Regions from separate parts of the Zea mays genome. Here all the other regions are linked to region 1. Evidence: chromatin contacts called from public Hi-C data. All regions are on one chromosome and are shown on one strand. Each heading gives the region's core, a stretch centred on a gene start, on an enhancer-like site or on the middle of the called end of the contact. The rest is flanking DNA. Distances are from core to core; before and after follow the strand shown.

Region 1 (6,505 bases), core at 2,856-5,355:
CGAAGTCACTACTAAGATTCTGTTTGGAAGCAACTCGGTTTTTAAGAAATCAGTTTTATTTTTTAGCTAGGAGAGGCTAGTTTCTTGGTTTTTAAGAAACTAGAAATTTAATTTATACAAACTAGGTCATAAACTGATATGTTTAGAACCACCTTAATTTCTATAAGGCCCCGTTCAGTTGTCTGGGAAGTCATCCAGGCCAGAAACAGTTCCAGGCCAGGAAACAGTGGATCACTCAAACCAGCCCAGGATTTGATCCAGATGGTAAGAGGCCTAGATTCCTACCGAGCAATAGAGGAAGTGGAAACTTCGAACCGGGCCGCTTTTGTTTTTATTTCAGATTGAAACGAACAGCTGAGTGTCGGATTCAAAACTGGATAATTTTTCCGGCTGGAAAGAGGCCTGGAACGGCCGGATCAGCCAGAAACCAACGAGGCCTAAACCAGCTTTTTAAAAACTGGATGCTTCCAAACAGGACTAAGTGCAGTCGTGTACTAACGATTTGTGTGAGCATCCCACAGCCTGTCGGATGAGGAGGCAACGCAAGAGATGCTTGCGGCACGCGCTGATGATTGCCGAGAATCCGGGCAAGCCGCCTCCGGCGGAACCAGACCGCGATGCACCGTGCACGGCTAGTCCTCGTCTCTTGTCTACCGGCGGGGCGGTGGCGGCAGATGCCAAAACTGTATGGGCCAGCCTGTCTCGCCAGACGGCAAGCGACGAAGAAGTACCGGCGATTGTGGCTGTGGATGGCCGAAATCAGTGACAGATGCCTCGACACAAAAACACAGGAAATCTCAGCCACGGCCCTTACATTAGATAGAGCCACTGTTGACGTGGACTGCTGACATGTCATCTCCGGGCGATTGACGAGACGGCCGTGAGCACAACATAAAGAAAGTGACCAGAGCGCACAATACACACAGAATGATCAAAGCGCAGGCAGTGGAACAGCAATCATAAATGACAGCCAAGGCCACAGATGCCAGATGTGCAACAGCAGTAAAGTTTTGCACCAACCAGAAATCTCAGCTTTCCAGCTGACCACATGTTGCGATTAATTTCTCTGAACCACAACCCGTCCCAAACACACGCGGCGGTTACAAAACAATCAAAGCTGCTCAATGAAGCCCCACTGGCCCGGCAGATGCCGCCAGTGTACTCTGTCTCAGTCTCAGCTATCTATAGTAGAAAATAAAGGCTCTGAATATCACCTCTTATCAGGACCAGATATCCCGATTCTAGAAATTTATCCACCACTGGAACAAAAACTCAATTGACTTTTCTTTTTTTAAAAAAAAATTGCTACAATTATGGATTGATGATTATTCGATCGTATCAAATGCACCCTGACATAATTAAAAAAAGGCTCTGCTTATTGCAAGTAGAGTTTATAAAACAAAACACCCTTTTCACAAGGGGAAACTAGGGCAAACAAAAAGGGCTGGTAAGATGGGGCAGCCGCTTCTTCTTCTGTTCCATATCAGAATCCAATACAATTCGAAGAAGTAGAAGCTGGTGAAAACCATGGCGTACAGGACGATGATGATCTAAGCCTTCTCTATTAGCTGCAAGACCTCCGCTTCGGTGGGCAGCGACGGGATCGCCCCCTTCTTCGTGGTGGTGATCGCTCCGCACGCGTTAGCGAATTTAATCGACTCCACAAGCTTCTTCTCATCCTGTACAGACACAGGATATCAAAACTCAATCACATGCTAGAAAAACTGAAGACTCAAGGCACCAGCTTCACATGTAGAACCAACAATTTCATAGCAAAGAACAAATTCAGATTTCAGGCACTTGCTTGTAGCGAGGATGGATCTTTAACGATCCTTTGGAGCAGAGCACCAACGAACGCGTCACCTGCGCCAGTTGTATCAACTTGTTGTACTTTGAAGGAAGGCACAGCGCCATGGAAATCCTGCAACCAATCAAGCATATTTAAACTTCTGAGTCTCAGCTGCACATCAAGTCTTCCACCAAGTCACAGTGTGCGAGTTATATATGCTAAAAGTGTTCATCAATAACCCATTTTCATTCATAGGATGGCAGCAATCAAAAAGTTATGAAGCATACCCTGGCATAGTACTTGCACCCTTGATCTCCAAGAGTCACTAGGAGCAGCTTCATGGTAGGCCGCCACAGCTTCATGACAACATCGTCCTCCACCGAGTCGATGCCTGTCAAGAACTCGAGCTCGACTTCGCTGACCTTGACAATGTCTGCCTGGTCCCAGATGCTCAAGATCTGGGTGCGGGCCTCCTCACGGGATGGCCATAGTGCCTCCCTCAGGTTTGGGTCATAAGAGAGCAGTGCACCTGCCTCTTTGGCAATCTCCATGGCACGGAGATGTGCTGTCCGGCAAGGCTCAGCAATCAAGCTTATTGATCCGTAGTGGAAGACCGCAGCCTGTAGAAAATGAAGAACATGAAGAATTTACCCAAACAGGGGCGGGGGTGGGGTGGAGGGATGGACAATGTGATGCTGCAAGCTGTTGCAATTTTTTTAGTCATTGCATTAGTTCACATATTTTCTGGTGAACTCTACAAATGACAGCCTTTTTTAACACGTTTACAGAAAGCATGAAAAAAAATAACCATCTAGCATCACCTGATACGTGCTAATTTTAGATTTAATTCAAAGTTCTTGGCGTAAAGAAAATGGAATAGTGCTAATCCAAATTCACAGATCCGACAATGCTGTTTGTCATGATATAGTTATGCATTTATAGAAGGATCAGATGGGTAAATCAGAGTTTCTCTAAAGCTTCAATGGAACTGGGGAGAAACTGAAGTAGGTCACGTCAGTTGCAATTATTGACCCACCACAAAGAAACAAAATTCCTCCGTGGACTCCATTAATACACGACGTGGCTAATGATTTCTACAAGACCAGCTCACGCCGATGGATCCAAGAAGCACGGGGTCTGATAACGGCTCTCCTTTGGATTGGATTACTGCTTGTTTGTCTCCCCAAATTTTTAGGATGAATCACAGAAGCCACATGACCAGATCCAGAAAAAGAACAATTCGCCAACTAGAACGCACAACAAGATCCAACCAAAACCAGCAAGGAAAGGCGCCCACTTTCGCCCCGGAATCTTTGGATTCCACGGGAAGATTCAACATCAAGGACCCGAATTAGACGACGGGAAAGAGGGGTGACTTTATCGGACGTAATAAAACATGGCCCGATAAAGGCTGTGTTTGAATCCACACTAGTTTTTTAAAACCTGGTTTTTAGATTTGGTTTCTAGAAACTGGCTTTTAGAAGAAAAAAAGAGGAGGTGTTTGGATCCTCCTAGTTTCTTAGAAACTAGTTTTAGCTGGGGAGACCAACTTCTTAGTTTTTAAGAAAACTGAGAAACTAATTTTTAGAAACCGGATAAAAAAAAATAACATGTTTGGAGTCCTTCCAGCGTCTAAAAACCAGTTTAAACTAGGTGGATCCAAACAGGGCCAAATTAGACGGTGCCGCAACCTAAACCGCACGCGAAATCAGCGCAAGAAACCTAGCGGTCGCCTCCAGATCCCGCCCGGGATCGAATCAAGAAATGAGCGGAAAGATTGATACTGCACTCGACGAGACCAATCACAGCAATAAGGCTGTCCGCAGATCGCGGGGCGTGAAGGCACGGGGGCGAGGATCACCAAGGATGGGTTACCGTGGCGTGGCGTGGCGTGGCTTAACTTACCCTCTTGATGAGCTCGACGTTGAGCTCGTCGGCGGTGAGGAGCATGTCAGCGCTGGGGTTGCGGTAGAACATGAACTCGCGCTCCCCGTCGGCGCGCAGGGTGACGAAGGCGAGCGCGGTGCGCGCGCCGGAGTCGAAGACGACGCCGCCGTCGTCGACGCCGTTGTCGCGGAGGATGGCGGCGAGCATGCGGCCGAACTCGTCGTCGCCGAGCTTGCCGACAAAGGCGGCCCCGCCGCCGAGGCGCGAGACCGCGATGGCGACGTTGGCGGGCGCGCCCCCGGGCGCCTTGAGGAAGGCCGGCGCCTCCGCCAGCGAGACCCCCGCCACGGTGGGCACGAAGTCTATCAACATCTCGCCGAAACTCACCACCAGCTCTCGCCCGGCCGCCATTGCGCCTCGCGGTTGCCGCCTAAACAAACACAACGCACGGACGCAGAGGTGGGGGAGAGGAGAGAGCAGAGGAGGTGGGCGCGTGTGGGGAATTTCTTGTGAGGTGGCGAGGCGGGCGCGTTATATAGAAGGACAGAGGGGTGGGTAGGGGGTGAAGGCGGAGATGGCGGTGGTGTGCGCTTGTGCCGTTGTGCGAGTGCGGCCGCAGCCGTGTGCTGGACTGCTGGGTACTTGGGTAGCGTCGCGAGGGGATGACCACAGCACAGGCGCTATGTTGACGGCTGCCCTGCTTTGATCGGTTACTTTTTTTTTAGGATTCTCGCTCCCAGCTCGAGCTCGTCTTGTAACGTTATGAAGATATACCGGAACGACTGATGTACCACCAGAACTTAGAACTTAACGGGGTGTTTGGATACCTTTATTTTAGAGGAATTAGAATTTACTAAATAAAATAACTTATTTAGTTTGGAATTTAACATTCCACAACTTTCCAAAATTCAGATATAAGGCTATCTCAAATTCATGGGATGGAGTATGAGAAATGATTTTATGCATGAGTAGAATTTGTTTGTACTCTGTAACTTACATGACACTCCTTGTCTCACTTCTCTATAATAAAAATGTAGCACATAAATATCTCTGACATCTTACTAATAATAGTATACAAATATATTTTATATAAAACCGAATTATCTTAATTGATATATGCCTAAATTATTATCGCCCCGTTTGGATCATTGGAATTGAATTCCATTCTAATAATAGTAATTTAGACATATATCAATTAAGCTAATTCGGTTTTACGCAAAATATATTTGTATACTATTATTAGCAAGATGTCGAAGATATTTATGTGCTATATTTTTACTATAGAGGAGTGAGACGAAGAGTGTCATATAAGTTACAGAGTAGAAACCAATTCTACTAATGCATAAAATCATTTCCCACCATCCACCCCATGAATTTGATATAGGCTTATATCTGAACTTTGAAAAGTTGTGGAATGTCAAATTGCAAACTAAATAAGTTACTTTATTGAGTGAATTCCAATTCCTCTAAAATGAAGGGATCCAAACGCCCCGTTATTAGAATGGAATTCAATTCCAATGATTCAAACGGGCCGTAAGTGTAAACATGCAAATAAAGGGGCTATTTGGTTTTATAGAGTAATTTTTAATCCCTTTATTTTATTTTATTTAAATTTTTAAATTGATAAATATGGAAACTAAAATAGAAATCAAGCACCATCTAAGTTTATTAGAACTTTTGACCATGATTTAACTATAGATGCAACTAGTGCTAGAAATATGAACTAGACTTTGTGTGCCAATATGGATACGATCCAAAGACAGGACTAGATCATACCTTAATTTTTGGTCTGTCAGGTGTCTGACACGGCTGACACGAAAAAGCATGTAGTGTTTATTTATTTTATTTTATTAAGTTATGATAGATTCTAACCGGCCTAATTTTCAGCACTAGATGCAACAGTAGTTTATCGCTAGGCATAGAACATTCTATTTTATATATAAACGAATTGAATTTATTTCCATAAAAAATCTTTTGAGAATATTATTTTTTAGACCATATTTTACCAAGTGTCATGAGAAAACTATGGTATATTTTATATCAATTCAATCTAACACATATTTAGAAACATAATATTTTGGATATAGCGTAGGAGGGGAGGAGACATAGGAGGGGAGGAGACAGAGCGAGACAGTGGTCACTTCCTCCGTGCCAATTAAAAACTTTGAACCAAATCAAAGTTTTAAGATCAAAAAATATTATTGTATTGGCAAAACCATGGTTTAAAATATCGAGTTTTAAGGGTGAGCACTTTTTTTACCATAAATCGAAAATCGAACCGAACCGAACCATACCGAAATTTCGAATTTTCGATAGTTCGGTTCGGTTTCGATTTTTGTATCTCAAAACTTCGGTTTTCGATATCGTAATAGGTTTTCACCGTATATCGAACCGAATTACCAAACTTTATCAATTCTAAAATTTGAGTATTTGATTATTTGAACTAAATGTGTGAAGCAATTAAATTGTTATTCACTTATTTATATGTGATGTATGATGTATCTCTAAATATTTGTATCTATATAATTTTTACTTTTTAAAATTATGTATAATCTATCATGTGACTTGTTGTATGTGTTGCCTTGAGTATAAATTTGGTATTCGGTTTTACCGAAAAACCGAAACCGAACTTCTTGGTTTTTCATTTTCTAAAAAACCGATCGGTTTCTAATGTCTAGAAATCCAAAGTTTTTTAAAACCAAAAAACCGAACCGAAGTTTCAAAAAAAACGTACGCCCAACCCTAATCGAGTTCCTACATACACTCTTAAATACCTTTTAGACTAAAATACTATGGTGCGCACAAATGCTACATCATTATCTTGAAACT
Region 2 (6,378 bases), core at 341-2,840, 440 kb before region 1:
TACGCAATATGATATCCCATCGCAGATCATTCATTCTCTATTTATTTTTTATTTTAAACTTCATTTAATAAATAGTAATATCTATAGTATAAAATCATATTTTATACGTTCATATACATGATCGGCTGGAGACTATAAATACAAATTTATTAAGTTTAATATTTTTGTCTCGGTGTTTTGTATTCATCTATGTAATTAATTGTATGAATATATTATATTTAATACTCATAATTGATATTCAAACATTTGATATGATATGAACTAAACTTCAATGAAAAACCAAGCACAACCTTATTAGCTGGTTCAACCTAGCTAAAAGTAGCTAATTGTTATCCAACTAATTTCATGTAACATTTTAGCCAGCTAACTATTAGCTCTAATGTATGTAAACTAATAGTTAGTTGGCTAAAAAGTTACTAGCAAAATTAGCTAACAAATAAATAGTTGACTAGCTATTAGCTAAATTTAGCTAGGTTAAACGAGCTAATAACCAATGGGTAGCTGCACTATTAGCTATGGATATTTGATAGCAAACCCAATTAATTAGGTTGTTTAAATGTCTCTACTTAATCTTAACAGCTAAAGATACAGTGCGTTTAAACAGTGCCTTAGTCGCCTGTGTCATGGGCACTATTTGTTTTAGCTTATTTACTGGTTCGGGCCACTAGAAGCTGCTACGGGCTGCCAAACATCTAACTTTTGAGCTATTTTCTATGAGAATCACTTTGAAAAAACCCATCTAAAATCTACGAGAAACACATAATCGGTTAGACATCGTGACAGTAAAGATTTATCACTTTATAGATTCTAAACCTTAATTCCTATCATATTCAGATTATTCTTACTGGCAGGTTCTCAGAAAAGTTCGTCACACAAAAGCTGAAACAGGTCGATGGACTCATGGATGACATCGGTAGTGCCGCCCGGTGCTGTTCAGCTGTTGTCACGGAACGGAGCGGAAGAGGACAAGAGAGGTCGGTACCCTCTGCACGGAAGAAACAAAACATCCCGAGCGCGGAAGGAAAGGTGAGGAAGAAAAGGGAACGAAGGGGCCAGGTTCCAGTTTCACTGGTCACCAAAGAAGTTTTTCTCATTCTGTGGCTTGGACGGGCAGTAGTGTTTCTGACTTGTGGCTGCCTCCCCTCCCGTAGCTGCAGCTGCAGCTGCAGAACCAAGGACGGTCACCGCCACACGAACAGGTGATCCCACGCCGATGAGAGTATGAGACCTCCCTGTCCAGCCTCTTCCACGGTTCCACTGCTCTGAACGCCCTCAGCCTGGGACCACCGTGCAGGCGGCGGCGGTGCCCTCTTGTTCTGTCCTGGTCCCGGCCGCCATCCTAACTAACTGGGTTGCTGGGCCTGGGCGGCGCCGGCGCCCCGACACGTGGCGCGCTCCTAGAGGCCCGGCGTCGCGTCCTTTCCACGTGAGGACACGACAGTCGGCGGCCGCGTCCGGCTACTTGCCGGATTCTGCTTTCTGTGTGAAGGCCGCCACTTTTCCGTGCCTCTCATCTCATCTCCTCGTCTCGCCTAGTCCATTTCCATTTTGTAGGGAACACTTGTCAGGACAGGCGCCTTGGCGTGAGTCGCCATAGGAAGGGGAGGAGGCCTCCAAAAGTTTCTGTGGAGCGACGAGGACGAGGACGCCGTGGTGAGTGAGTGAGTGGTGAACGAGCTCCCTTTTCGTTCTCCGCCTCGCTCTCGTCTCAGAGGCTTTGCAGTTTGCACTCCAGACTGATTTCACTTCAGGTGAGCACGCTCGTGCCGTGCGGTCTCTGACTGAACACACCTTTCTGTTTCATTCTTTCCTCTGCTGCCTTCAAATCTTCTCTGTGATAGCCCGAACGGCCGGCGTCCAATCGCTCAAACCCAAAGCTGGATCCCTTTGATTTCTTCTTTTCTTCCCCCCCGGAATCCGGGTAAAGGTTTTCAGGTTTCGTAAAGAACATAATTTTCCTTCTTCCTCCTTAGACGCCACGCGGGGAAAGCTTGAACGCAATCAATCATGCGTATATCTTTCTTTCGGCTCGTTGTTGGTATCCATATTGCTTTTTTTCCCCTTCAGTAATCTGGCAGCTGCTTTTAAAGAACAGTGCAGTAACCAGCACACAGGTATTATTATCAAAAAAAAACAGTAACTGTATTTAGAACGAATTTATTCGCCTCTGCTTTTGCTTACCTCTCTTGTGGGCGGTTATTTATTTTAGCTTCATCCTCCCGAACCTAAAACCGCGCTACGGACGGGACGGTCTTTAATTTCCAGCTAACGTTTTCCCTTTGCGCAGCCCAGAGCAGGAGGCAGTTGATGGAATGCGTGGAGCTGCTGGATTCTCCCGATCTCTTCTTCCTGGACGGCGGCGATGCGCATGCGACCGACTTCTCACTGGAGAACCATCTCGAGTCAAGTAGCTCGGCAGGTGCCAAAAACAAAGCTGCGCCGGGTCATAGTCATATTCATAGTCATAGTCATAGCCGGCGTGCTCAGCTTCATCGGAGTAACGCGCCTGTTCCACCGCCGCTGCCTGGAACCTCTTATTATGGCGCGCGGAGGAAGGCGAAGGCCGCCTGTCGCCGTGTCCCCGAAGGCGTCCTGGATTCCTGGGACAGGTTGTTCTTGGAGGGATACCAGTCTGACCTCCGTGTCTCCACAGACGGCGGCGCTGAGATTTCGTCGCATTCCTGCGTTCTCGTGAGTTTCAGCTCTGTGAGAATCTTTCCTCTCGTGTTCTCCTGGAACACGGCAGCTCTGCTTTGGCGCTTATGTGATTGTGATCGTGACCCACACCTTCGTGTCCTGCTTGCTTCCTCTTGTGCAGGGCGTCAAATCCCCTGTCCTGAGAGCTATGCTGGAGGAAGCTAGACTGAGAGATGGGTTTCGGTGTATCCGTGTCTCTGGCGCGCCTTCGGAAGCAGTCCGTGTCTTCATCAGATTTCTCTACTCTTCACGGTATGGATGCTATCTACTCATTCATATAGATAGTTCACTACTCATTCGTATAGATAGTTCACTGTCCTCTAATTCTCTAAAGATCAGATTTCAGCCCAAACAGTTTACAGTGACTGAAGCTGATGAAGACAGTGCAGATTCTTCTTCTTCTTCTGACTTTTGATGCGTGCGTGCATCTTTCAGTGAGAAACAGACGCGCTGAATTATTTGTTTGGTGAAGGTTTGAGCAGGAACAGATGAAGGAGCACGCTCTGCATTTGCTTGTGCTCTCCCACGTCTTCTCGGTGCCGTCTCTGAAGACGGTCTGCGTCGACCAACTCGAGAGGGGCTTCCTCGCTACTGACAACGTGGTAGACATGCTGCAGCTTGCCAGGCTGTGTGACGCGCCCCGCCTCGCGCTCGCCTGTGCCCGGATGGTCATCGGGGATTTCAAGACCATCTCTCTGACGGATGGGTGGAAAGTGATGAGACGGACCAATCCAAGTATGGAACAGGAGCTGCTCGAGTCTCTTGTCGAAGCTGATACGGTGAGTTCTCTGTGATGATTGGTCTCAGTATTGTTTGATCACATCCAACCCTGCATTGCTAGTTCTTAGTACTCAGTAGCTACAAGAGAAGGAAGGGAAATGCCCATAGTGATTCAGAGTTTCAGTATTTTTTTATTATGGAAACAAAATGTTCCAGCCTTTTGCAATCTCTTACATACGGCCTTATAAATCGAAAAAAACAACCATCCATCGTAAACATTCTTTGAAATAAAACATCAACAAATCAAGCTCCTTCTAATCTAGCATTGGACCTCCATCCATGGCTTGCAAAGATCTCCATAGCCACCACCTCTAAGGATCGACATACCGCAAGGATCTCGTGTTGAGGTTGTTCTTTCTGCAACAATTTCCAGAATCCGAGCCAGTATGTTGCCCTGAAAAGAACCTGCATAATTGATGGTTTTGGTTTAAAAGTAAAAACAACATCATTGCAACAAAGCCAAATAGACCAAAACATTGCCGCCACTCCAATTAGAAGTTTTTTTTCTATGTGTTGTTCCCTTGTTAGCAATCCAGGAGCCAATTATATGATTAATATTGTTCGGTCTCTCTATATTTAAGGCAAAGTAAATAATTCTCCAAATATTTCTAGCAAGGTAACAATAAAAAAACAGATGTTGAATAGACTCATTTTGATTACAAAATCTGCATTTTAAACAACCTTTCCAACCTCACTTAGCTAAATTGTCTTTGGTGAGAGTAACTCCCCTACCTAAATACCACAAGAAAATCTTAATTTTCAGAGGAAGATTTAGACGCCAAAGTATATTGCGTTTTGCAGGGGGAGAATTCATTAAAAGAAAGTACATTGAGCGAACTGAGAAAAGTCCATCTTTATGAGCCCCAAATGAATTTGTCTCTCAGTTCTTCTAAAGAAACGGTTGCCATCAAATTTAATAAATTATGCCACTCAACCTGCTCAATTATGTCTCTCGGTTTTTCAGAGTTTCAGTATGCCTGCTCAAAGTCTTTGCCTGTTCAATTCATAGTTTGTCTGTGTTTCCGGGGACTATATAGGATGTTCTCTAACCAATGGCCAGGCCAATGCTCGTTGTGGTTTGAAACCTTTGTTTGAAATATAGTCTGAAACTCTAAATTGATGCAGAGAAGGCAGGAAAGAGCTAAAAGGATGGAAGAAAAGAAAGTGTATCTGCAACTGTACGAAGCAATGGAGGCGCTGGTCCACATCTGCCGGGACGGATGCAGGACGATCGGGCCTCGAGATCAAGCGCTCAAGGGCAGCCTAGCAGCCGCCTGCAAGTTTCGCGCCTGCAAGGGCATTGAGCTGCTCGTGCGCCACTTCTCGGCCTGCGGAGTCCGGGTGCCCGGCGGCTGTGCCAACTGCAGGCGGATGTGGCAGCTCCTCGAGCTGCATTCCCGCATGTGCTTCCTCCCGGACACCTGCAAGGTTCCTCTCTGCAGGTGAGCGCGGCGCATCGATCTCTTTGCCAAAGCGGTAGCAAATGGGGAGAGGAAGAGGATATGCTCTGGCATATCTTGATTTCATTCATATAAGATATAACAGAACACGTGTTTTTATTTATCGCAAATTTTACGACTTGCAGGCATTTTAAGGAGAAGATGCGGAATCTGGGGAGGAAGGAAGAGACCAAATGGAACCTTTTGGTGTGCAAGGTGCTGGAGCGCGGAGGAACCATGGGTTTTATGCCCGGAAGGAGAAAAAATTTCATCAACCCTAAGGCCAGCTGGGTGTTGCCACGTGGCTCCTCTTGTATTTGAAACACTCAAACCTCGCAGGGGTACTTTTATGTTAGACGAGAAGGGGACCAGGAGGAGCAGGAACAAAAAAGAAAAACGTCAGAACAGCTGTTGCGTGAATCGTGATGATACTTTAAAAAGGAAAAAGCATCTAATTTTGACCATCCATCCATAGCTCGAGCAAATTTTGTTCCACCAATTACTAGTCATATTGGAAAAAAAATTACTATTCAAATTGGAAAAATGTCCATTTATCCAGTATCAAAAGTAGCTTTATAGTTCCTTTCTGAAATAATAAAAATCTGGTTTAATATTTACAAAGCTATAACTAATTTATTTTAAAAATCTAAAGACACATAGCCAGTAGAAAACACATTTCTAAGAGCATAGCATGTCTACTGGTTCTAGATTAGAGTTATTTGTTTATATCTCATTTATAGTTGTTCCTAATGTTTTGTTGCTTAATTATAGTCATGCCCGCTATTTATTTAAACTACTGTTGACACCTTTTTCGGGTGCCAAACACTCAACAAGAACCGGCGGCGGTGCTCTCTACACAGGCGCGGACGGTCCGCGACCAGGGACCGGACGGTCCGCGACCTGGAGCAGGGGCAAAGGTTCCCTGCCTGACGGCCGGACGGTCCGCGCCTACAGGCCGGACGGTCCGCGCGTGCGCAGGGGGTGGCGAAGGTCGCCGGCGGCGCCTGGATCTCGCTCCCGGGAGGGACCCCTTCGGGGAGGAGAGATCCTAGGTGTTGTCTAGGCTCGGCAGGCCGACCTAGACTCCTCTAATCGACGTAAAGTCGAAGAGAGGCGGAGAATTTGGAGATTGAGAGGCTAAACTAGAACTAGACTAGAACTATTCCTAATGCGTAAGGTAAAAACAAGAAATAGACTTGATTTGTTCGATTGATGGGGGGTTCAATCGGCCGTAGCCCTTCATCTATATAAAGGGGGAGGTCTGGATCCGTTTCCAACTGTTTCCTGAGTTAATCCCGCGGTTTTAGGCAACAAATCCCGCGAGAAACTAGGAACCCTAACTGACTCTGCGCGCGCGCGGACCGTCCGCGCCGCCACCGCGGACCGTCCGGCCTCAGGGCCGGACCGTCCGCAAGGCTCATTTTAGCCTTCAACATATGCCCCCCTGTCTTTTGGTGAAGGT
Region 3 (5,676 bases), core at 2,333-4,832, 270 kb before region 1:
CTCTGTATTAGCATGGATTGGAATTAAATCCATGTCACAATCCATACCCCAAAATAATCAAAGCTCAGTGCCGGCCATGGCGGGGGTCGAGCAGTGCCCCTGACCAGGGCCCCCAACTTAATAGGGCCTCACTTTAGTTACTAAATAACAGTAAATATATACAGCCATATAGCGTATATTGTATATATATATATATATGTTAGCTCTATAAAACTTTTAAAGACTTAATTATAAGTCAACAACATGGCAACAACAAGCAAGGAGAATTAGACGTAACCCATTAATCTTGATTTATATATTCTAGTAGTAGTACTTTTTAGTCTCATGCCCATCTGCCTAGGCTCTCAGTCGCAAACAGACAGGCGGTCGTGCCCTCTCCTCTCGGTAGCCAACACACGACATTGGGTACGACAGTGCTTTTGTCTTTCCCTACATAGCGAACACGAAACTAACATGACATAATCGATTGATCTCACAACGTATTACATCTATTTGATCATTGTTCGAGGTAACCTTCTTTTGAGTCATCTGGACACATATATACCCCATTTTTCTACGAGATGTTATGTTATATTTTAGTTACTTTGTATTTAATATGAACAACGTTTTCAAATATACATAAATATTTGTAAACAATATATATATATATATATATATATATGCACTGTAATTACGTGTAATAATTAATATTATCAAGGGTCTCCATTATAAGTCTTGCCCCGGGTCTCTAAAATGTCAGGACCGGCACTGTCCAAGCTTACTCAAATTTTTTTTATTCGGTTAAACCCATCATGGATTATAACTCAAGGGTTTGGGAATTTTTTAAACTATGGAAGGCATGTATTCTATCCATAGCTCATTAGGTATGGAACAAATCCATGAAGATATTGCACAAGTTTATATTAAAATCTATGGATCAAAAAAATAGCTAGTTTTGAGAGATACATGAATTAAATGTTGGATTTAGTCCCACCATGAGATTGAGTGTGACATATTGATCCACTCAATCCAGATCCGGATTAAATCCATGGTGGGATTTATTCCCTTATGACCGAACAAAGCCTTATATTGTAGGACAAGAACAAAAAGTAATTACGACTTATATTCTGGAACGGAAGGAGTAATACTAGATCTAGATTTATTTTTTCGGTAATAGTGCTAGATCTAGATAAACGCAAACATATAACAACCGATCAGAGCTGGCACATGGAGTATATTGAGAGTCGGCCTGGAGAGCAGTTGATTGCTGGTTAAAAAAAAAAGGAGCTCCAAATTCTGCTGCCCTAGCGTCAGAACTCAGAAGGTGTGGATCGGAGAGATAGTCTAACGTAACGTGTTTGTTGCCATACCACGTCCCCATGCGGCGCACGAGCTCTGTGCTGGGACGTACGCCCAAGTCTCCATCCAATAATTTGCCAGACACGTCCCCCAGTGGTTGGTGGCATGTCGCGGCGAGATCCACGTTCGCGCGTACGATTATCCATACCCTACGCCATCACGCGATGAACAGAGCAGACAGACACGTACGGTACGGGTGCTTGGTCCCCATCTATCCCCGTCTGCTGGGTCGAGCACCACGCACTTTCCGGCTAGCTGCTGCTACTACTAATCCTCAGTTCTTTTTTATTGTTGTGTTTTAGTTGAAAAAATAAACTAGCGATTCATAAATATTCGAGAACCGAGTTAGTGCTACTCTCAATATAAACTACGAGTCGATTCAAGTCATGACAACAAGGCTTCTCTCACTTAATATGCGCGAATCTTATCTTGTTTATCATTAGCTTCAGTCAGTTATTTGAGCGCACTTTTGACGATTCTTTTACTGAAAAATGGAACTCAAACCCTCGACATTGAGCCGTATGTCTGATAAAGAGCTAGTAGTGCATTTTATCGGTGTAATTAATATTGCTATTACATTCAATAACAAAGGCTTAGAAATTAAAACATTAGTTTATAAAAAATAATACTATGCATCATTGCCTCTTACTAGGGATGGTGGTGGGCAAGATATCCGATGGGCACACAAAGCCATACTTATACCTACCAGATAAAAAAATATCATATTACATGTACCCACTACTTATCATGAGTAGAAAAGTAACCCATACACACCATAGGTAGAGGGTATCCATAGGGTACCATACCCCTAAATATTATAGTAGACATGATCATTTGAATCGTAAAAGTAAGTACTAAATATTAAAATTTGAAGCTCAATACTTCATAAAAAATGGAATATAATAAAATAACATATTATCTTTGTATCCAGCATGATAAATTTATTGAACTCAACATGTCACAGGTTAGCGGGTATTTTATATAATACAAATTTTAATTTCGGACAGAGCGAGTATTTTATATAGATATAACATATATATATTGTATAGTAAAAAGCTATGGATGTGAATAAACAAAATATATTATAATTTAGAATAATAAATAGTGTAGGTGACAAGGTTTTAGTTTGAAGTCATGTAGAGTGACAAATATTCATTTTGACAGTCTATATCTGGAATATAGGATTATATATGAATAGCCGTCAAAAGAAGCTCGTGGAGGGTTCTTTTCCATTAAAATCTTTATTCCTAACCACTAAATTTTAGTGGAACAAACTAAAAACCTTAAGCGTCTTTCATCAACACACCATCACTAAAATCATTTCGCTTGTGGGAGCTGTAGGGTATTGCCGTATATGCCAAGCGGCGCTTCGTTCAGCGGTTCCCATCAGTCTCTCGATCGCAAAAAAACAAAAAACAAAACAGTAATGGCAGATCGTGAGACGGAAATGGTTGACGACCCAGTGGGACATGATTAGGGCATGTACAGTGGTGTTTAATGTGAAGGCTCTTAAGGTGTTTTAGGGGGTTATTTGCAAAAAAATCTTAGAGCCGTCTCTCCGTGAAGAGACGCCTCTGGCTCGTAAACCAAGTAACAACAGACGCCTCACTTACCACTGTACGAATTTGTCGTCTGTTCTATCGATCTGATGCTATACAAATACATTTAATTCTGTATTTATTAATAGACTACGTTTAGAGACACTCCATTGTACAATAGAGTCTCTTAGTTGTCTCCTGTGCTTAGAGAACCGTTTTGGTGTCTCTCCACTGTACATGCCCCGTGTTTAATCCAGCGTTTAGACAGATACGATAGGGTGCTTTAATATACAATTACCACTGACAAAAAATAACAACCAATCAGAGCTGGTGCACGGGATCGATGGACCCCAGTCTCCCTGCCCTGTACGTCGATCTGTGGCGCGGCGTCCGGCCAGCGTTTTTTTTCTAATATATGTACCGAATCTCGTCTTCCATCCCGAAATCAACTTGTATGATGGATATCTATAAATATATTGAGGTTGATGAAAGAGTTGGCCTGGACCAGTTGATCGACTGCAGGGACCCTAGCGCCAAGCTTTGGATTCTCTGCTGCTCGGTAGGTATGGCCTAGGGAGCTGAACTGGACCGGACGTGTGCTTGCCTGTTGCCATTTTCTTTTTCCGCATGCGGCACACGTCTGCCATCTGCCGCGGCAAGGTCCACGTTCCCGTGTGTACGAGTGTTCGCAATGTTCGACGTTCCTACGCCTACCGCCATCATGAGAGTAGGAAAGGAGCGGCAAGGCAACACGTTGTGCCGAGCTGTACGTAGGGGTCCACCGTCCCGAGAGACATTAGATTTGACGTTTAAGGACGAGTATGGAAACCTTATTTTCTCAATGGATTTTTATTTTTTCAACGAAAATTAGTTCATTTTTTAAATAGATTTTTTTTAGAAAATAAAGTTCCCGTGGCTAGTTTGGCAACCTTATTTTTTATAAAGGAAATTTAATTTTTCAAAGCAAAATTAGTTTATTTTCTTTTGAGAAAATAGAAATCTCTTTAAAAAATAGAGTTGCCAACGCTGAGTGTCATCTGGATTCCTAACGTTTTTGAGTACATATACCAAGTCCCTAAACTTGTTAATCGTACCATATAATGTCATAATCACTATAATTAATGTTATCTGCTAGCTATATGGTGACAGGGACCAATCATGTAGTATCGACAATGTCATGCTCATCTTCTTCTATGGTTCCACGTCCTTATCTCTCCTCTCTCATCAGGGTAGATATTTGGTGGAGCGCGCATGCTTTGTGATGAATGCGCAAATTTTTACTGTAAGGTGTATAAATGATGAAAATGTATTCATGCATAACCATCACCTTTTAGTTCATTTTGCCGTAGGTATGCCGCACTCATAACAATTAAACATGTTTCGATCAACTAAAGGCAGCTTATATAAGTTTATTTATATATAAAGAGATACAACAGGAGTTTTATATAAGTCTCAATCAATTAAATCATATCACAGACACACAAAGGAAAAATTATAAAGGATGAAAATACATGCTGTCTTCATATTTCAAACTTGAGTCCGCCAAGAGAGCCTCTAAGTTAAATCTTACCTGGCACGATGCAAAAAAAAAGATAAATAATAATGTCGGTGTTTCGAACCTTACTCCGACAAGTAAATTTGTTGTGTGCGTTCCAGGCTTCGGACGGTGTGCACGGTAGGCGCAAGATTTATACTGGTTCGAGCAGAATATCCCTACTTCCAGCCATCGACGACTTGCACTACCGACACCATTGATGATCAAAACTCATAGTACGAGATACAAGCAGGCGATAGAGAGAGAGGAGAGGCTCCCAAGTCTCTTATTCGTGGTGGAGTTGGTTACAAAATGGAGTCCTAGCTAAGTCTTGGTTTGGTGGTGGACTCCGGCCTCTGGGTCCTCCTCCTGTCCGTCGGTCCTTCTAAGCATCTTCTCGTCTAGGGTTCATCCTTGCGTCTATCGTGTGCCCGGGGCCCGAATCCTAGCCAGGGGATTCAGGTTGTGCCCGTCCAACATGGAGCCTCGGGTCGTCCTCCTCCTTTTATAGGCCAAGAAGGGGGTCGGCCAACAACGACTGCCTAAATAAAGAGCCAACGGACGACAGTAAAACCGATAGTTCTACCATGGGGTAAAGCCACGCGTGCTCGTGGTCGATTGGCTGTCTTGTACTCTTTATGGCGAGCAACGCGGACAACGTGGGGTCCGAGCGCCATCATTCGGGCTATGTCAACCCCTGGCCTTCATAGCCTAGGGCTAGGCGCGGTTCGTTGTGTTGTGCACTGCCAGAGGTCTGCGCACTCAGGCCTAGTCCTGGTAGGTCATGAGTGCGTCGTAGGTGGGGGTGTGTGGGCCATAAATGTGTCGCAGTCCGAGCAGTTCAAAGGTCATGAGTGCTCATGGTCTGAGTGGCTCGTAGGCTATAAATGGGAGGCGGACTAAAAACTCCGCTATGGCTCGGCGCGAGACGTAGTTAATGCTGCCGGTCACTGATGAAGGGTCGGTCTCGGGCCAGACGAGGGATCCACTCGAGTGGTTTCCCTTCGCTATGTTCGACCCCCTATTAGACTCTACCACTCTCGACACCGGGCTTGGTGCTGCAGGGCTCGTCCAGTGGTGGGTTCCTCCAGGGCAGACACTACCTGCCTCCTCTAGCTGACCGATGGGCCCCAGTTGCTATTGGCTTTCCCCGGACGTGCTCGCTGATCGATCGGCCCTAGGGACTAGGGATCTTATCCCCGATAGTAGCCCCTGAGCCCCTAGGGGGATAGTATTTCCCCTCGGGGGCTTCTCCCGGGTCTGGCG
Region 4 (6,270 bases), core at 2,052-4,551, 320 kb before region 1:
TCATGCCAAATTATAATTTGTCTTCCCTGGGGATTCAAAATATCTTAAGCTTGATCAATTTATATAATCAGATGACTTAACCTATTATGCCTAAAATAGGGGATATGTTGCCGTTTTTTTTTGTATTGTTGGTTTTATAATGTCCTTGTGATTAGTAACTTTAAACTACATGATGTCAATTTTATCTGTTATTTTTCTATATTTGAGCTATCATGTACATGCTTACGTATCATTTTATTTGTTTGTTTGACGGTTGGGCAACTAATATTATCGGGACGAACTATCCGACGAATATCCGTTATCTACCCGGTTAATATCTGATATCTGTTTCTTACCCGCCTGAATTATTACCCGATCCCATCATATATTTGTCCCGAATTTTAACTACTCGTACACGGTCATGTATCCAATAGAAATACATTAGAGTATGATATGGGATGACATTGTATTCGTCTATATCTGTCTCGTTTTGTCACACTCGGTTTTGGAAGGCAAACTCAATGCGAACCATGTTCGTACCAGGATCAGAAATTCACGTACACATCGATTACATAATTGGACATCATCACACAATGCTCAAAATAGTAGCCGAAAGGAGTATTATTTTATTACATCATGATGTCCGAAACATTCACATAGTCCTTAACTTAAACATAAATCAAAGTGCTAAACAAAACATAGTAAGATAAGGCCTTCACAAGCAGCTGACTGAGGATTTGCCGCTAATCTACTTTAGAACTCATCGAAGTCCTGAAACTCCTAAAAGTTCTCTATGTTGCCTTCATCTTCTCCTGAGCAGAGGTTGCAATGGGGACAACCTAGTGTTTGGTGTTTTAGCAAGTGTGAGTACACATCAACGTACTCAGTAAATGTCCCATTTGGCTAAAGTAGACTAGTTGTATGTAGGGTGAAGCTTAAAGCGGTTACTTTTAGTTGGCCAGATATTTCTTACTAGTAGAGAGCCAATTTTTAACAATAATCCCAAGTTATTATCCTAAAAGGTACTCCTTCCAAGAGGAAATACAATAATTCATAGTTATCATCATCATTAAACCATCATCATCGAGGTATCCAGAATATCTCTAATCAAAGGAGCTCCCCAAGCTGCTCATAACCGTGAGCACGGTTGATATACCAGTTTCTAACCCTCTATATAGGTCGCACACTTTACCCATGAGCCATGATGCCTTTTTGCCTCAGGTTGTACAGACCCTTAAACACTCCTAAGATGAGTCGGCAAGGTTTCACTATGTGGCCTTTACAAAGATTCCCTAGAGGTCATAGCCATTCGTTAGGTTTTTTCAGTTTGATAAACACAATACATCTCCCCACAGGAGGGGTGACTAACAAAAGCAAAACGAACGAACCTAGCCTCGGCAGAACAAGTACTGTGCCTGGACCCCATTACCGGCACAACGACGAAGCCGACTACACCTCAAGTTCCTCTAATTAATCAGCTAAGGGCATCACATACCACCCTCATGGTTGTATTGTTTTCCCGGGGGGGGGGGGGGGTCATCCAACGAACAGGTCCTTACGGAGAGGTACTCGAAAAATAGCCCGAGTCCCCTTTAGTGCCACAAGCTCACCATCATATCCAGAATATCAACATCGTGTCATAAAGTATTCTCATCATGTTCATTGATGAAAGTAAAGTACTAGCACAATATTAGTCATAATAGCCAAATCCCAAAAGGGTAACCAAGGACAGGATAAACAGGAAACTAGTCAATCATTAGGTTGATCATGGTATGCAGGAAAATGAATATTTTTTGCTAATCGCATATTTTGGTCAATGTATTGGTGCCGAGGGATGCTAGAACTGCATTTGTAATTACAATATTTGGTGACCCTTTTGGAGGTAGTAGCCAAAAATCTAATAATCCGTGCGATGGCTATTGAAGATTATATTCCATGAAATACGTACGGCTGTGGTAATTTGGCTTGAAGTATGGGTATTTATATGTGATGTGAGAAAATAGTTGTGAGATGTGTGTGGTAAGACATTTGAATTATGAATATTTATGTGGTTGTTTATGCCAATGTTGTTTGTTGAGTTGTAAATAAAGTGGTAATTGTGCCATTTTGTGTGTTGTGTATGAATGAAATTTTATATGATTTTTATGGGAAATAAATAAAACCATATTTTATTACTGGTGCAAGCCATTAATTTAGGTCAGTTAAATTGGCGAGCGAAAGTTAGTGCGACTAGAGCTAACTTCCGTCGACTGGGTTATTAGCCGATCTAAGTTAGCTATTTTCCTTCTGTGAGGCGCAAGCCGATGAAAGTTAGCATGACCGGAGGTAATTTATGTCGGTTGCGTATAGCTAACAAAAGATATGTATTTTCTGTTGGTCGTCGATGATTTAATAATTTCCATCTCCAACGAGGCAACGAGCATCAGTTAAGAATCGACAGAAGATAGTAAATAGGCAAACTAATTTTTCTCGGTCCGTTATGGATTGTTTTACATGTTTTTAATTTCTAAACATAGTTCCACCTAGAGATGTCCAAATGGGCCGTGCCCGTCGGGCGGCCCGTGGCACGGCACGATTTTGGCCCGTCACGAACACGGCACGGCCCGGTGGTTGACGGGCCCGGGCCGGCACGGCCCGTTAGTCGGGCCGGGCTTGGGCCGCTGCCGTGGCACGCCGTGCTGGCCCGAGCACGGCCCGGTTTTTTATTTTATTTTCCAGTGCATTTATTTGTATATTATAAGCAATTTTAATAGTTTAGATACAAAATAAGTTTGGTTTAGTTGGCTAGAGTGGTGCAACTAAGCATTTTAAACCCTCCAACCAAGGTTCAAATCCTAGCAAAGTTTGTTTTTAGTCTTTTTTTTTACTTATTTTTCTTCCCACCCGGTCAAAGCACGGCGGGCCTTAACGGGCTGCGGGCCGGCCCGGCACGGCACGGCTATGTGCGGGCCGTGCTTGGGCCTAGGATGTGGCACGGTGGCCTAGCCCGGCACGGCCCGTCAACCTAACGGGCCGAAACGTGCCGGGCCGAAACGTGCCGGGCCAAAGGCGGGCCCGTGCCGGGCCGGCACGGCCCACCCGTTTGGACATCTCTAGTTCCACCGCATCAAATTACCCTTTAACCTTTTAGTAAACTTTATTTTTTTTTATGAATCTATCATCTACTGTACACCTCTTACAGATTACTGTATTTAGTTCCCTTGCCATCTCATCATTATTGCAAACTTTTGTCGTTTCAGACAACGACAAGTTAGAGGCGCTCATGTCTACTACAGACAATTTTGCCAGCGTGGGCAGATAATAATGGCCAGTTCGTGTTCCACGAGTACGCGGCTACGTGTTGCCGCTGCATGGGCTGGAACTGTGGCCCACGCTGATCAATCAATGAATGAGCAAGTGTCTCGGGTAAAGCACCATCCTGTACTCAAATGAATCCTTAATTTCAGAGTTGTTTTAGATTAAATATTTTTGTGTGCAATCAAACTTATATAAAAGATTGCTATCACCGAATTATTGCTAAAATTTATGATACCGAATTATCATTAGATATATTTTTAGATACTCTTATGTCATAAATATTCGTGCTAGTTTCTAGACATTTGATCGAATGTAAAAATAATTTAAGACATCTTTATGACAGCTATAGGTAATGTGTGAGCAACTTTATCAGTCTTCTTAATGCTAGTCTGCTAGACTAGTCTAGTGGGGTGGGGTGTATGTGGGGTACAAATATGGCGGCCCATGAATGTGATGGTTACTTTGGATTTGAAGTAAGGGGCCGTTTGATTCCTTAGGTTGTCTCCAGCAAGAGACACTAAATGATCCACAACTTTATATATAGAGTTTTTCGTCGTTCGCTACCGCCCTAGCAAGAAACGGTAAAAGATTCGCTAAAATATAGCGTCTGTCCGACCACCGCTAAATCTAGTGTTTTGCTGTTCACCCGCTATCCATCGGCGCACATGGGTGTCCTCGTCTCCGAGCAACGTCCACACAGTTGAGCCAGCAGCGGCACCCATGCCTACGACCCCGCGCAGCAGCAGCAGGTGCTCCTAACTGTACCCATGCGCGGATAGTTGAGCCAGCAGCAGCAGGAGGTGGTCCAAATTGTAGCCATGGCCAAGGTGGTGGGATATCGCGTGCAAGGTTCTCGACGAAATGCTCCGGACGTTGCGAAGCAAAAAAACGACGGTTCTGATTTAGTAAAATAATATATTCAATTTGTTAAGTTGGCATATTAAAGTGGATGAGATATAGAGGATGAATTTTAGAGGACGCTGCTGGAGTCGATGAAGATATAGAGGATGGAATCCTTTAGAGTGTTCTGTAAAGGACAGAGAATATTACTTTAGAGGATAAATTTTAGAGGACGTTGCTGGAGACAGTCTTAGTACAGGGAGTAAAGTTTAGGCCTCGTTTGGTTTAAGGGACTAATCCATCTATTTTAGTCTTATTTAGTCTCTAAATTGATAAACGGTGGGATTAAAATAGGGACTAAACTGTTTTAGTCTCTAGTCCCTCAAGGGGTGATTAAAAGAGCCTAAACCATATAAATTCTACTTTTTGTTCCTCTTTTATTTCAACTGCACTAGTGGCAGGAGAATGCTAAGGGTATTTTAGTCCTCTTATGATTGATTTAATGTATTTTAAATAGTTTTAGTCCCTAAAATTAAACAGAGTAGGGACGAGGGGGCACACATGACCTACAGTACAAACGTGGCGGTCCATGAATGTGATGCTTACTTTGGATTTGAACTAAGGGGCCGTTTGGTTACTTAGCACAAGGAGTAAAGTTTAGGCCATGTTTGATTTGAGGGACTAGTCCCTCTATTTTAGTCTCTAAATTGGCAAACGGTGGGATTAAAAAAGGGACTAAGATGTTTAGTCTCTAGTCTCTCAAGGGGTGACTAAAAGAGACTAAACCATATAAATTCCACCTTTTGCCCCTCCTTTATTTCAGCTGCACTAACGGCGGGAGAATGTTAAGGGTATTTTAGTCCTCTTATGATTTATTTAATGTATTTTGAATAGTTTTAGTCCCTAAAACCAAATAAGGTAGGGACTAAACTTTAGACTCCTAAGTAAACTTTAGTCCTTGAACTAAAGGAACCAAATAGGATATTAGTTAGGAGACTAAAGTTTAGTCGCTATCATGTTTCGTTCTATGGACTAAAGTTATTCAAAACACATTCAATGAATAAGAGAATCAAAATAACCCTTAGAATTCTCCCGCCATTAGTGTAACTAAAATAAAGGAGGAGCGAAAAGTGGAATTTATATGATTTAGTCCCTTTTAGTCATCTCTTTAGAGACTAGAGACTAAAACAGTTTAGTCACTGTTTTAGTTCTACCGTTTTGTAAATTTAGAGACTAAATGAGACTAAAATAGATGGTCTAATTTCTAGACCACCAAATCAAACGGGGCCTAAGACATCTTTATGACAGCTGTAGGTGTAGGTACTGTGTGAGCAACTTTATCAGTCCTCTTACTGCTAGTCTAGTCACAACTACCGAGAGAAGTCATCCTGCGCGTGACCGAGCGTGCACAAAAAGAAGTCATAGCGCGCGTGGGTCTGGGATTTGGACGTTGTTGCCCCTAGTAATTGCAAAAAAAGATGCATTTAAGAGGAATCAAACTTAAGACCTCCAGTCTAGAATGCCTTAGAGCTGCTGCAGCAACCAATCAAGCCTGATTGCTTTAGTGACGTTAATGCACCCATATCCCTATTTAATAGGGCAAACAGGGAAAACTCTATGATAATTAATCACTCCTTGGTATGCACAATCATGTCCTAAACGACTACCTTTACTGCACTGGAGGGAGTATGTACATACCTCGATTGCAATGTCCATATGCATAGTAATATTCTAGACTTCTCAAATTGTTGCATTTGAATATATATACTAAAATTAGAAATTGATATTTAAAATTTAATGAGACACACACACAGCTAGAAAAAATATATCTATAAAGATGACTTGAGTTCATAGCTGTCTCTAAAAATCGAATTTTAGGACAAGCCGCTTCTAAAAAAATATTACTGTAGTAGTGCCGGACTCCATTTATTTTAATCTCAATCCATATGGATTGGACGAGATTAAATAGGTTTAAATATCAAACAAGTCAAAATTCTTCATAATTTATTCAATTTCATTTAATCCATGTGAACTTAAATAACGGAACAAGGCTTAAGACCTAAGAATGGTAAATTTGTAAATGACTTTGCATAGGGGATGACTGAACAGTAAGTAGTACGTGATGATGATTAGCGTCCAAATTGAACACGTGGA

What was found. A called contact is a pair of places that touch in the nucleus more often than the background predicts.
Region 2: a contact with region 1 is called in a Hi-C map of tassel, with 3 times the contacts expected there. The contact joins the promoter of LOC100280264 here to the promoter of LOC542107 in region 1. A contact is called at or near these places in 6 of 25 Hi-C or Micro-C datasets (bundle sheath, ear, endosperm and 3 more).
Region 3: a contact with region 1 is called in a Hi-C map of bundle sheath, with 4 times the contacts expected there. The contact joins the enhancer-like site here to the promoter of LOC542107 in region 1. A contact is called at or near these places in 6 of 25 Hi-C or Micro-C datasets (bundle sheath, endosperm, leaf and 1 more) and 1 of 3 datasets of contacts at active chromatin or transcription factors (leaf).
Region 4: a contact with region 1 is called in a Hi-C map of tassel, with 2.0 times the contacts expected there. The contact joins the enhancer-like site here to the promoter of LOC542107 in region 1. A contact is called at or near these places in 2 of 25 Hi-C or Micro-C datasets (seedling and tassel).

Annotation. Positions count from the first base shown.
Region 1 is chr3:173,095,805-173,102,309 of Zm-B73-REFERENCE-NAM-5.0, reverse strand. LOC542107 (fructokinase 1) reads right to left here and starts at 4,105. Exons shown (of 4, transcript NM_001111740.1): 1 at 3,695-4,105; 2 at 2,077-2,409; 3 at 1,805-1,921; 4 at 1,287-1,679. The coding sequence starts at 4,087. The coding sequence ends at 1,551.
Region 2 is chr3:173,532,264-173,538,641 of Zm-B73-REFERENCE-NAM-5.0, reverse strand. LOC100280264 (TAZ transcription factor) reads left to right here and starts at 1,590. Exons shown (of 6, transcript NM_001153192.1): 1 at 1,590-1,751; 2 at 2,288-2,691; 3 at 2,819-2,949; 4 at 3,170-3,476; 5 at 4,603-4,919; 6 at 5,063-5,382. The coding sequence starts at 2,308. The coding sequence ends at 5,237.
Region 3 is chr3:173,367,672-173,373,347 of Zm-B73-REFERENCE-NAM-5.0, reverse strand. No RefSeq gene overlaps it. Among protein-coding and RNA genes, the nearest start is that of lox1, 70 kb to the left of the region's middle. Within about 2 kb of position 3,582, at least 20 of the 20 cell types and tissues checked have an H3K27ac peak or open chromatin away from gene starts, as enhancers often do. A contact at or near this core is called in bundle sheath, endosperm, leaf and 1 more, where this site is marked.
Region 4 is chr3:173,418,647-173,424,916 of Zm-B73-REFERENCE-NAM-5.0, reverse strand. No RefSeq gene overlaps it. Among protein-coding and RNA genes, the nearest start is that of lox1, 19 kb to the left of the region's middle. Within about 2 kb of position 3,301, at least 17 of the 20 cell types and tissues checked have an H3K27ac peak or open chromatin away from gene starts, as enhancers often do. A contact at or near this core is called in seedling and tassel, where this site is marked.